2 separate regions of the Ovis aries genome follow, and region 2 is linked to region 1. A link is a contact called in public Hi-C data. All regions are on one chromosome and are shown on one strand. Each heading gives the region's core, a stretch centred on a gene start, on an enhancer-like site or on the middle of the called end of the contact. The rest is flanking DNA. Distances are from core to core; before and after follow the strand shown.

Region 1 (5,348 bases), core at 2,002-4,501:
CAGAACTCTGTTCAGGCACAATCATGATGTGTTTGACTTACATGGAAGAAGCGTGACATCAAATTCAAATTTACTCTCCGAGAGTCCGAACTGTGAAATAAAGAGCCCCGCTGAGCCTCCTGCAGATGGGAAATACTGCCCCCATGCTGACAGGGAACCTTTTCATCCTGAACTCCTCAGCACTAAGTCCCAACTCATGGAGCATCAGCACACTAAACAAATGAAGAAGCCTCATGTGTGCAGTGAATGTGGGAAAGCATTCGTCAAGAAGTCTTGGCTCGCTGATCACCAGAATCTTCATACAGGAGAGAAGCCCCATCGATGTAACCTCTGTGGGAAAGGCTTCTTCAGAAAGTTCCAGCTCACTGAGCACCAGAGGATGCACATGGGGGACAAACCTTACGAGTGCGCTGAATGTGGCAAAGCCTTCCTCAAGAAATCAGGGCTCAATGTGCACCAGAAAACCCACACGGGAGAGAAACCATTTATTTGCAGTGAGTGTGGCAAGGGCTTCATCCAGAAGGGAAACCTCGTGGTCCATCTGCGGATCCACACAGGCGAGAAACCTTACACGTGCACCGAGTGTGGGAAAGGCTTTAGCCAGAAGACGTGTCTCACGGCACACCAGCGGATTCACACTGGCACGAGTCCCTTTGTGTGTGGTGAGTGTGGGAAGGCGCTTTCCCAGAAAATGGGTCTCATCAAGCACCAGAGGACTCACACAGGAGAGAAGCCCTTTGAATGCAGCCACTGCGGAAAGGGATTTATCGAGAAACCACAGCTCGTGATACACCAGAGGATCCACACGGGGGAGAAACCCTACAGATGCAGCAAGTGTGGGAAATCATTCAGAGGGAAGTCGGTCCTCAATAAACACCTGAGAACTCACTCAGTCAAGGAAATCCCTCCCTCAGCGAAGTCCCCCCAGAGCAGTGTTGTCCTCCAGGAGAAAAACCTGAACACGGTGAAAATGCACCTGCCTCCTCTGGCCCCTCAGTCGCCAGTTGGCATCAGTGGGCTCCTGGCTAACAGGAGCATGGTCTTAGTGGGACAGCCTGTGACCCGATGGCCACCCACTGGAGACAACCGGGGGCTGGCCCAGGAGAGGACCCTTATGAACTCAGTGAATGTGGTCGTGCCTTCAGTGGTCAATTGCATTTTATTTTATGTCACCGGAAACTAGTAGGAAAAAACAAAACACATTGTCTGAGGAAAAGGGTTGAGCAAAAATTTCTACCTCAGACGGTGGCTGAAAGTATACACTGTAAGAATTCATATGAATGTGGAGACTGGAAGGGCATACTGTCCTCATCCAGTTAGATATATGCATTGGTACAGAGGAATAATCTCATGTTAACCCAACAGATACACTTCAATTGTTCTACTGTGTCGAATAAATGAAGGAAGGTAAGGTAAGGAGTGTGTGGTTAGTCGTGTCTGACTCTTTGTGACACCATAGACTGTAGTCCCCCAGGTTCCTCTGTCCATGGGATTTCCCAGGCAAGAATACTGGAGTGGGTTGCCATTTTCTTCTCCAGGGGATCTTACTGACCCAGGAATGGAACCCATATCTCCTGTGTTTTCTACATTGCAGGCGGATTCTTTATCTGCTGAACCACTGAGAAAGCAAATGAAGGAAGCTTGAATTCAACTAAGTGGGGAAATGAGGAGGTGAATTTTTAAGCATATAATGTGTATGTGGAAAAAGCACAAGAGGGCTAATACTGAGGTGGTGGCATATGGGGTGTGTTGGTATCAATTCAGTTACCCCTAGCCAAAGTGAACTGTGAATTCAAAACCAGGATGTCATCCTTTAAACCTGGCAAAGTTGATATTGCCAAGGGAGACTTGGCAAGCAACAGCCTTAGGTTGTTGGCAACAAATGAATGTCTAATGTTGAAGGCTCTAGAATGTCAACATTTGTTGGCAAAGTAATGTCTCTGCTTTTGAATATGCTGTCTAGGTTGGTCATAACTTTCCTACCAAGGAGTAAGCGTCTTTTAATTTCATGGTTGCAATCACCATCTGCAGTGATTTTGGAGCCCCCCAAAATAAAGTCTGCCACTGTTTCCCCATCTATTTCCCACCTAGACAAAACACTGAATTCATTGATATTCACCTACCACTCCAGTTCTTAATCACTGAGCCTCATGAGCAGAAATCATTATCAAGTCAAACTTGGGTCGGCTCAGCCGCTGAGCAGCAAAGCCAATTTACTGACACCACTTTGTTGTGAAGCAAAGCCCAGCATTTTCCGCAAGGCCCAGCTGGGAGAACTGACAGCTCAGGCTTAGAAGACCTCAACTCCCTGATGCCTTTCAGGGGAAGGTTTTTTAAAGCAATTATTTGTGATGAGGGATGCAGGGTTCATGACTTCCTACTGATTGGTTGGTGGTGAGGTAACAGTTTCAGGAACCTTCATTATCAACTTTCTAGTTCTAATCAGTCTTAAGCTTGTGCTCAGCAAATAATCACATCTTCCACCCCGGCAGGTGTCTGAGTTTCTGCAGAACGCAAAGGTATGCATCAGATCCTATGCATATCCCTTAAGGAGGAACTAAGATTCCGTGAACTATTGTTTCTTGCCTGTTTTTCCTTAGTTTCTGCATTCCCTCACTTCGCACTTCCCTAATTAGTCAGCTCTTTGGATATCCCTCAAAGTCCAGGAGATCAAAGCCTTTTTCTACAAACAAGAAAGGGGGCTGATAGAGAGGGCCTTTGGTACCCAAGAGGGCCCTTCAGAATCCAGCTCACTTTCAATCCCCCTTTCCTTTGATAGTCCTCAATCCTGAGGGGAACAGGGTGGGACACGGAAAAGAAAAGTTTTGGTTGGAGAGGTCAATTATAAAGTCAGCAAGGGATTTTAGGAAGGCTGGGTTTCAAAACACAGACACAAACCCTCAGTCAGCGCCTCGATCGCTTCTCTCTTCAGAGATTCAATAGCACTGACTGCCAAAGGGCGTATGACTAAAGCCAAGCCTCCCCAGTGACTGAACCCCAAAAAAACCGCCTGAAGGCCTCCCATTGGCCTCGCAGGGCCCCACTCCGGATCGACGTCCCGAACACTACCCACCTGACACTGAGATTCTCAAGGCTCCGGGCAGCTACCAAAGGCTGAATTCACTTCCAAAATGATTCCCATTACCATCTTGTCGAGCGCAAGTCCCCCTCTCTGGCTGTCGCTAGGGACGCTTCTGATCCGGGGCGACCTCAGAGCCTTCTGAGGTCTTGGAGTTCTGGCCTCCCGCCCAGCTCTATGACGTAACGAGACCACGCCCACTGCAGCGATGCGAGAGGAAAGGGTCATCGCAGAGGCTGGGGCTCAGAGCGGGAACTGAAATCACTGTGGGACACTTCTTTCCCTTCCCCTCCTTGTTGTCGGTCAAACGCACCATGCTGAACAAGTTTTGAGAGGCTGGACCCTATCCAAGACCGTGGCGGCGCGGGCTGGATTCTATTTTGCTTTCTGGGGCATACGGAGACATGGCAGCGCCCGCCAGCACCACGGAGAAGCACTATGGGGGCGGCCATCTTGCAGGAAGTGCAGTTCCGTACGGCGGAAAGACACGAGGAGCTAGCGTTAGGAGCCGCCTTTGGACGGTCAATGAAGTTTGTAGGAGTGAAGACACGTTAAAAACGTGGCTGTCAAAGACAGGGTGAAATCTGGAAAGCAGGTGGAGCGGGGATGGAGAATGAGTAAGGTCGGTTTGAGACCTGTTGAAGGGGCGGAGCCGCCGATGCTGAAGAGCCCAGCACTGTAAACACATATACCGGGGGCTGGGAATGTGGCTGTTTGCAACTGCGAACCGAGAGGGGCGAGGCTTAAAAGAAATGCAAATATTTCCTTAGAAAACAAAGGGCAATTCCGAATAATTACATGGTGATATAAAGTATTTCAGTGTTTGGCATCATTCCCAAATAAAACTCTTAAATGTTAGCCATTATTTTACACAGAGGGGTAGTAGAGGATATTATCTGCACATCCTTTCTAGAGGGCAATTTAGAAATTATCTATACAATTTAAATCTTTCGTTCTCATTGATGCAGAATTTCCAATGCTAGGAATTTTTGTTTGGTATTTTTTTTTTTTAACTAGGAATAACCTGAGTGTACAATCAGCAGGTGAATAGTTTTGTAAATTAAACATAGATCTCTTCAACAGAACAGTCTACAGTAACCTTTAAAAAGCCAGTTATAGGGACTTCCTCTGTGGTCCAGTGGTGATGACTATGCTTCCAGTACAGCCCTGCGGGTTGATCCCTGAACCAGGAACTACAATCCCATATACCATGTGGTGTGGCCAAACTGAAAATAATATAAATAAATAAGCCGATTATGGAATTACCTGTATTTTTTAAGTGACTTATTGAATGGATGAAATATTGACCTCCAGAACAGCATTCATCATAATATGATCCTACGGCACACATTACTAAGCATTTCAAAAATTTGAAGGGATTAAGAAAAACTTAAAAGTTTGATTATATTTGGGGTATGGACTTGGAGATGGAATCTTCACTAAACTCAAAGATTAACATAGCATCACAACATACATACTGCCTGCTCCAGTCTGGAAGCTCCTCAAAGTGCACAACTGTAAAATGTAAGCCCTCTCCCTTCCAGATTGAATTTTCCCTTGTTTTGTTTCTCATCTAGCAGTTACTACTACACAGTAAATCAAGAATGGAGATGTGTTACCTGGATTGTAGGTTGATGTGAAGGTCAGAGGATCAACCCAAAGTATAACCTGCGTCACCATCACACTGGCCACTGATTCCTGTTAATACCATCTCAAAAATAACTCCAGAACCACTCCCTGTGCTCACCCTCATTGCTTTACTCCGTTTATATGAATTATTACTGAATTTGCCCACCGCACCAGCCTCAGAAGTGAATGCTTCTCCAACCACCTCTTTTCCCATACTGCAACCATCTTTGTTATTATACCCTCCCCAAAACCCTTAATTAGTTTACTGATAACAGACTAAAGCAAGATCTCAAGAGAATGCTTTTAAGGCTATATAGAGGCACACACTGAACAGATTCTCCATTATCATCTTCATTACTCCCTGCCTCCCACTTAATTCTTCCACTACTCTGCTTACTTCCAAGACCTTGTGGTCTCATAGGCTACCAAGAATTTGTGAATACTTTCCCTCCACTGAAGTCCTTGGCACACAGGAAGCAATGAGAGAATATTAGTTACTATGGCTGTTCTCTCATGAGTCATCTTAGTTGTTACTTCTTCAGATAGCAGTCAGGGACACCTTCCATGCCAGTCTCAAAAACAATCATACATTAAATATAAAATTGCAACTACATTGTGGTACTAACAATAGAAAGTACAA
Region 2 (5,348 bases), core at 1,223-3,722, 160 kb after region 1:
AACCTTGGGAGTTGAGTTTTAATATATGAATTTTGAGCACACACAAAGAGACCATAGCAGGATCCTTTGGAAAAATTCAGCATCCTGCATCAGAACATATCAGAAATTGCTGTGTGATATGCTTGTGTTTCCACATCCCACAGAGGCGACTGTTCCAGTAAGGGGAGATGCAGGTAGACAAGTCTTAATGAGACATATTACCTTTTTACTTGCTTCTGGCAAGTGGTAAGGATTTTGGTCAAGCGCCACTAACGTCTGATGTACAAAGTTTTCATTATATAAATTATATTCTCTTTGTTGGCAAGTTAGAGGCCCCAGCCTCCATAGCCTTGTCTAACTTGTCATCACATCTCGGCCAGTTGGGGTAGCTGATATAACCTGACCAAATTCAAGTCCTATTTTCCAGTGAAAGTTTAATGGGATTCTTTGGGCAGATTACCATGCTCAATCCTTCCATCAGTGAAAGAAAAACTATTGTCTCTTGGACTCCCCATTAGCCAAAGGAGGCCCAACACTCACTACACTCCTGGGACATGGGAGACAATGTCCTAATGATTTTGTTAGTTAATACCTCTGGCAAAGGGATGCAGCCTCCAGTTAAAAGTCCCCACTGCTTTATGAACTCAGGGCCACTCTGACACTACCAACAGGTGCACTGCTTATAAACAGCAGTAATTAGCTTGCCAATAAATGCACCTCAGGTGGGCTGCCATCTATGGGGTCAGATACGACTGAAGTGACTTAGCAGCAGCAGCAGCAAATGCACCTCAAAACTGAAGTCTGATCTGTAGAAGCCTTGCAATTCTCCTGCTTGATGTTCCAAATTTGGGGATGAATCAATTTGGACTCCACTGCCACCAAGGTACGAAGGGCCCCCGAAGTCCTGCATCTTATAGGAATCACTTATTCGAGACTGGCTCCAGCAGCATCCTGGCTTTATAGGAATAAGTGGTATCTATCCCTCTGGGGGAATTTTCAGCTCTACACTATAGCCAAAGCCACTGGCACTAGTAACCCTGTCCTCTGAGACCTTCCTAAATGCATGGTCTGACCGACGCGGAAGGTTTAGGCAAGTTGAAACCTAATGTTGCTCCCTGGGCCGCTGTGGCTGTGCAGTCTTAGTGCCAGCTGTGCAGGAATAGAAAACAGATGTGGTCAGACACCTGGACGATTGCCAGTGTGTCCAAGTGGCACACAAGCCTTTAGTGTGCCTTGGACATCACTCTTTTAGGATGTGAACTGTGGAAACAAACTGTTGTGCTGAGAGAACTCTTTGGGTCATTGGTTGAAATACTCTTGGTCAGGGTCTTTTCTGTGGAGTCTGACCAGAATCAAGCTGCTGACTGCATCTATGAGCTGCAGAGGCTGTCTCTGCATGGCACACTTGGGACTCTTGGGGGGGGGGGGGCGCTTTGAGGTGTAACTGACAAAATTATAAGATATTTAGAGCGCATCCTTAGCTAAGGAGGTTTATAGCCTCCGTGAGTTGGCAGAGTTGGGGTTGGGGGAAGATCCTGGGAATAAGGAGGAAAAGACTGAAATATGCAACGTCTTCTCCGCTCAACCCCCGCTCCCTTTTATAAGGAGCAGTTTCCTAACTGGAGTGGGTCTTTAGCGAAGACTCAGCTAAGGGATACAAATTTTGAGAGAGGGAGGGAGGGAGAGAAATTGAGATTGACTGATTACGTGGCTCTGGGAGCTTGGCCAGGACTGAAGAGAGGAAGGGAAGAGGAGATACGTAGAGATCCGACGATTTAATAGGAACTGCTTTCCAAATAGAACGTACAGTTTGGGCAAAGGCTTGTTGGCATGAAAAAGCATGATGTGCTCAAGCAATTAATTTTCCAGAACTGCTGAAGAGTAAAAAGGGGAGGTGGGAGACAGGCGTTCAGGAATCAGATCCACGCATGAGGAGCGTTGGGTTTTACCCAGAGTAAGGCAAGTCGCCACGTTTCTCGGGGCCTCAGCAAAATAAAGCATAAATCAAAGACACACTCTCTCCTCCTCTCGCGCAAAGGTTCAGGAGTCCACTTGCCAGCAAGAGGAACCACTGTCTCCCAAACCAAAACCTGCGGATAGTTCTCGTTGCCCCGCCAGTGACGTCATGCATTCCTAGCGACGCAGGCGCAGAAGAACTCGGAGGCGAGCTGGCTTAGCCACCTCCCAATCTTCCTCCTCATTGGCTAGAAGCAACTGCTCGTCTAGGCCGCTATTAGCGGCGACGTAGGCGGGCCCAATCTTGGTCGCTAAGATACGACGTACTTCCGTTTCCTCCTCCCCCTCTCCTACGGCAAACTTAATCTCGTCACTTCGGCCAATGGCAAATGGGCGGTAGGCGGGACCTTATTTGTTCGGACCAAAGAAACGCAGGCTCAGCCGGGATATCGCGGCCAATGAATGTGGGGTAGCCCCTGTAAAGTGGCTCGGGCGTCCCCACGCCTTTCTTTCCTCCTCCCAGCCCAACCCCTCCCTATCCCGGTTTTAGCACGGCGCTGGCCGCAGTCTTGACAGGAACGGGACGGGCCCAAGATGGCGGCGGCCGATGGCGACGACTCGCTCTACCCCATCGCGGTGCTCATAGACGAGCTCCGCAACGAGGATGTTCAGGTCCGGAAGCAACGGGGACTTGAGGAAGAAGGGAAAGGGGACCTGGGGGCACGGGCGTCCCTCGCGGACAAGGTTCAGTGTTCGCTGGGAGTGGCGGAAGGGGCGGCGGCCAATCAGCATTCCGTTTTCATATGTTAGGGTCCCCGGACTCGATGAGACGGCGCCCGTGATTGGGTGTCGGCCCAGCGGAGGGCGGGAGCGAAGGCCACCTTGGAGGGTCCCGGGCCTGCCAAGTGCGCGCGGGGCCCCGGGCCTACGAGGCCGCGGCTCTGGAGAGAGTCGACCGATTGGGTTGGGGAGAGGCGAAGGAACGGCTTGGTGATTGGCGGCAGCAGCCCTTGAATGGCGCCTTGGGGATGCTGTGGGCGCGTGACTTGCTCCGAGTGGGGGAGGGGCCGCCTGATTGGTGGGGGTCCGGGTAGTTTTCACCCTTCACGGCTTCAGCGGCTAAGGCTCTGCGCTGTGGGTTAAACTTTCCAAATGGAGACTGAGACGTGAACACTGACTTTACAGTTCCTGCCCTCCCACTCTCCAGTTTTGGTGTAGACCCCCGAAGGGGAGGGGGGGCGAAAAGCTCACTCCCAAAGTGGGAACTGGCCAAATTCAGGTACGAATTACGAGGTGGAAACTCGCCCCCCTTCCAGGATCCTCCCGTTGAGTGGAGGGTGGGCAGTGCACTAAACGGGCTAACATTTCTAATGTGTAGGAGCGGGAGGTTCAGATATGTGAGCCCAGCAGGCGAAGTATTGAGAGGAGGTAGGGTTAGGGTTTGCCTATCCCAGCCCTGCCTCTCACCCGAGTGACCTTGGGCCGATTAGTTCACCGATCTGGGCCTTTGTTTTCCATAAACTATGGTCTAATAATAGTCCTGGTGTCAATGGGAGGTTGTAAGGGGCTGAACGAGTTAATAATACGAGTCATATAGAACGGCGCCCGGTCTGTTGTAAGGGCCCAATAAATGTTAGCTGTAATTGTGGGGAGTGGTGATCGAAGAGTTTCTATACTCCCTTTGGGCCTTAGTTTCCCCATTTATAAAATTGTGCGGGCTACACTGGCCCAGCCTCTGTGGTTTGGGCTCCTATGACCGTAGTTCGGGAGTCAGAACAGCAAGGCCAGCGTGGTGGCTGCACAGTGAGTGTCGAAGTGGTGGCAGATGAGGATTAATCCAGAGCTAGATCAAGTGAGGCCTGTGGACCAGCAAGGCAAAGCCTTTAGTGAGGTGGAGGAGCCAGTGCCAGGCTTTGCGTAGAGGAATGACATGCTCCTGAGTTTTTGCTGTCGAATAGAGACCAGGCAGGAGCAGAGAGACCTTTCTGGATGCCACTGCAAAGCAGCACCAGCATTGGCAGGATTGGGGGTATCTTGAAAAGGAGGGTTGTTGGGATTTGCTGGTGGTTTGGATGCAGTGTGGTGAGTGATGGAGGAGTCAAGATGACTGAGATTTGAATGCCAGCACTACCGGTGCCCTCCCTGTGTGCGCTGGACCAGTCAGTGCCTTGCCTGTTCTGGGTCCAGATTCCTCATCTGTAAGGAATAATGATGAGTGAGGAAGCAGCATCTGCCTGGTTGGGCAGTTGCAGTGGAATTGACCCCTTAAGAAGGCATTCAGTGATGACCTCATTCAGTTGTCATAGCAGTTTATGGTTTTATATTTGGAGAGTGAACTTCAAAGAAATTGCTTCCTTATCCAGTAAGAAGCAGTGACTGGGTTGCATTGTCTCAGGGGTATTTGGGGCACCACGTTTCTTAAAATGTGGTTCACTGGTGGAGAGAACAGGTTTCTGTGTTACTTACACTGTGTGCTTCAGTTTTCTCATCTATGAAGTGGGAATAGGGAATTCCCTGGTGGTCCAGTGTCTGGAACTCGGCACTTTCACTGCATTGGGCTCACTGCATTGGGCTCAGACTTCAGTCTGTGGTTGGGGAACTAGGGTCCCGCAAGCCGTGCAGTGGATACCTCCCCCCACCCCAAAGTAATACTTAGCATTTCATAGGCATGTTTCAAGGATTAAATACGTTAGTACAAGGAAAATGCTTAGAACAATGCACGACATGTTTTAAGTTTTCATTAAATTTAGTCTGCCGCTTGTGGTAAGATGAGGGCTTCATCTCTCAAAGGTGAGATGCTTCAGGAATTTAAAAACTGTTCTCTTAATGGTTACTGTAGAGCAGTGGGTCTTAACAGGTTGTCACGACTGGTGGGGGGAGAGCTGCAAGCAGTAGCTAGGCATGCTCCCCAGCATCCTGCACTGCCCAGGCCGTCCCTTCACAAGGGATGGTCCAGCCCCAGAGGTCAGTTGTGCCAAGGCTGAGAAACCCTGCTGTCTGCCAGCCTGCTAAGTGCTTTGTGTGTGTTTGTTGAGTCCTCACAAAAGAAATCTGAGATAGGTGCTGGGTTTTTTTTCCAGTAAATGATTTTTGATTGTCAGATCTCAAGCCACAGAGAAAATAGTACCGAATCCAGATTCAGCAGTTTAAAAAAAAAAATTTATCATATTTTTTCACCTGTTTCTCATCCTCCTCCCCACACACTTTTTTTTTTTGGCTGAAGTATTTTAAAAATAAATCCCATACCCCAGATACTTTCTCCTACATACTTCATTATGCACCTCTAAAACCATGGACTTTTTTTATTTGGCTGTGCAGTGCAGCATGTGGTATCTTTGTTCCCCAACAAGGGATCAGACTAGTGCCCCCTGCATTGGAAGCATGGAGTCTTAACCCCTGGACCACCAAGGAAG

Evidence for each region. A called contact is a pair of places that touch in the nucleus more often than the background predicts.
Region 2: a Hi-C map of hypothalamus shows a contact between it and region 1, with 6 times the contacts expected there. The contact joins the promoter of PPP2R1A here to the enhancer-like site in region 1. A contact is called at or near these places in 4 of 16 Hi-C or Micro-C datasets (hypothalamus, liver, muscle and 1 more).

What each region holds. Positions count from the first base shown.
Region 1 is chr14:57,989,435-57,994,782 of ARS-UI_Ramb_v3.0, forward strand. It overlaps LOC101104336 (zinc finger protein 521-like), which reads left to right. Exons shown (of 10, transcript XM_027977959.3): 10 at 1-1,416. The coding sequence ends at 1,183. Among named protein-coding and RNA genes, the nearest start is that of ZNF614, 75 kb to the left of the region's middle. Within about 2 kb of position 3,252, at least 49 of the 54 cell types and tissues checked have an H3K27ac peak or open chromatin away from gene starts, as enhancers often do. A contact at or near this core is called in hypothalamus, liver, muscle and 1 more, where this site is marked.
Region 2 is chr14:58,152,134-58,157,481 of ARS-UI_Ramb_v3.0, forward strand. PPP2R1A (protein phosphatase 2 scaffold subunit Aalpha) reads left to right here and starts at 2,473. Exons shown (of 15, transcript XM_027978664.2): 1 at 2,473-2,607. The coding sequence starts at 2,530.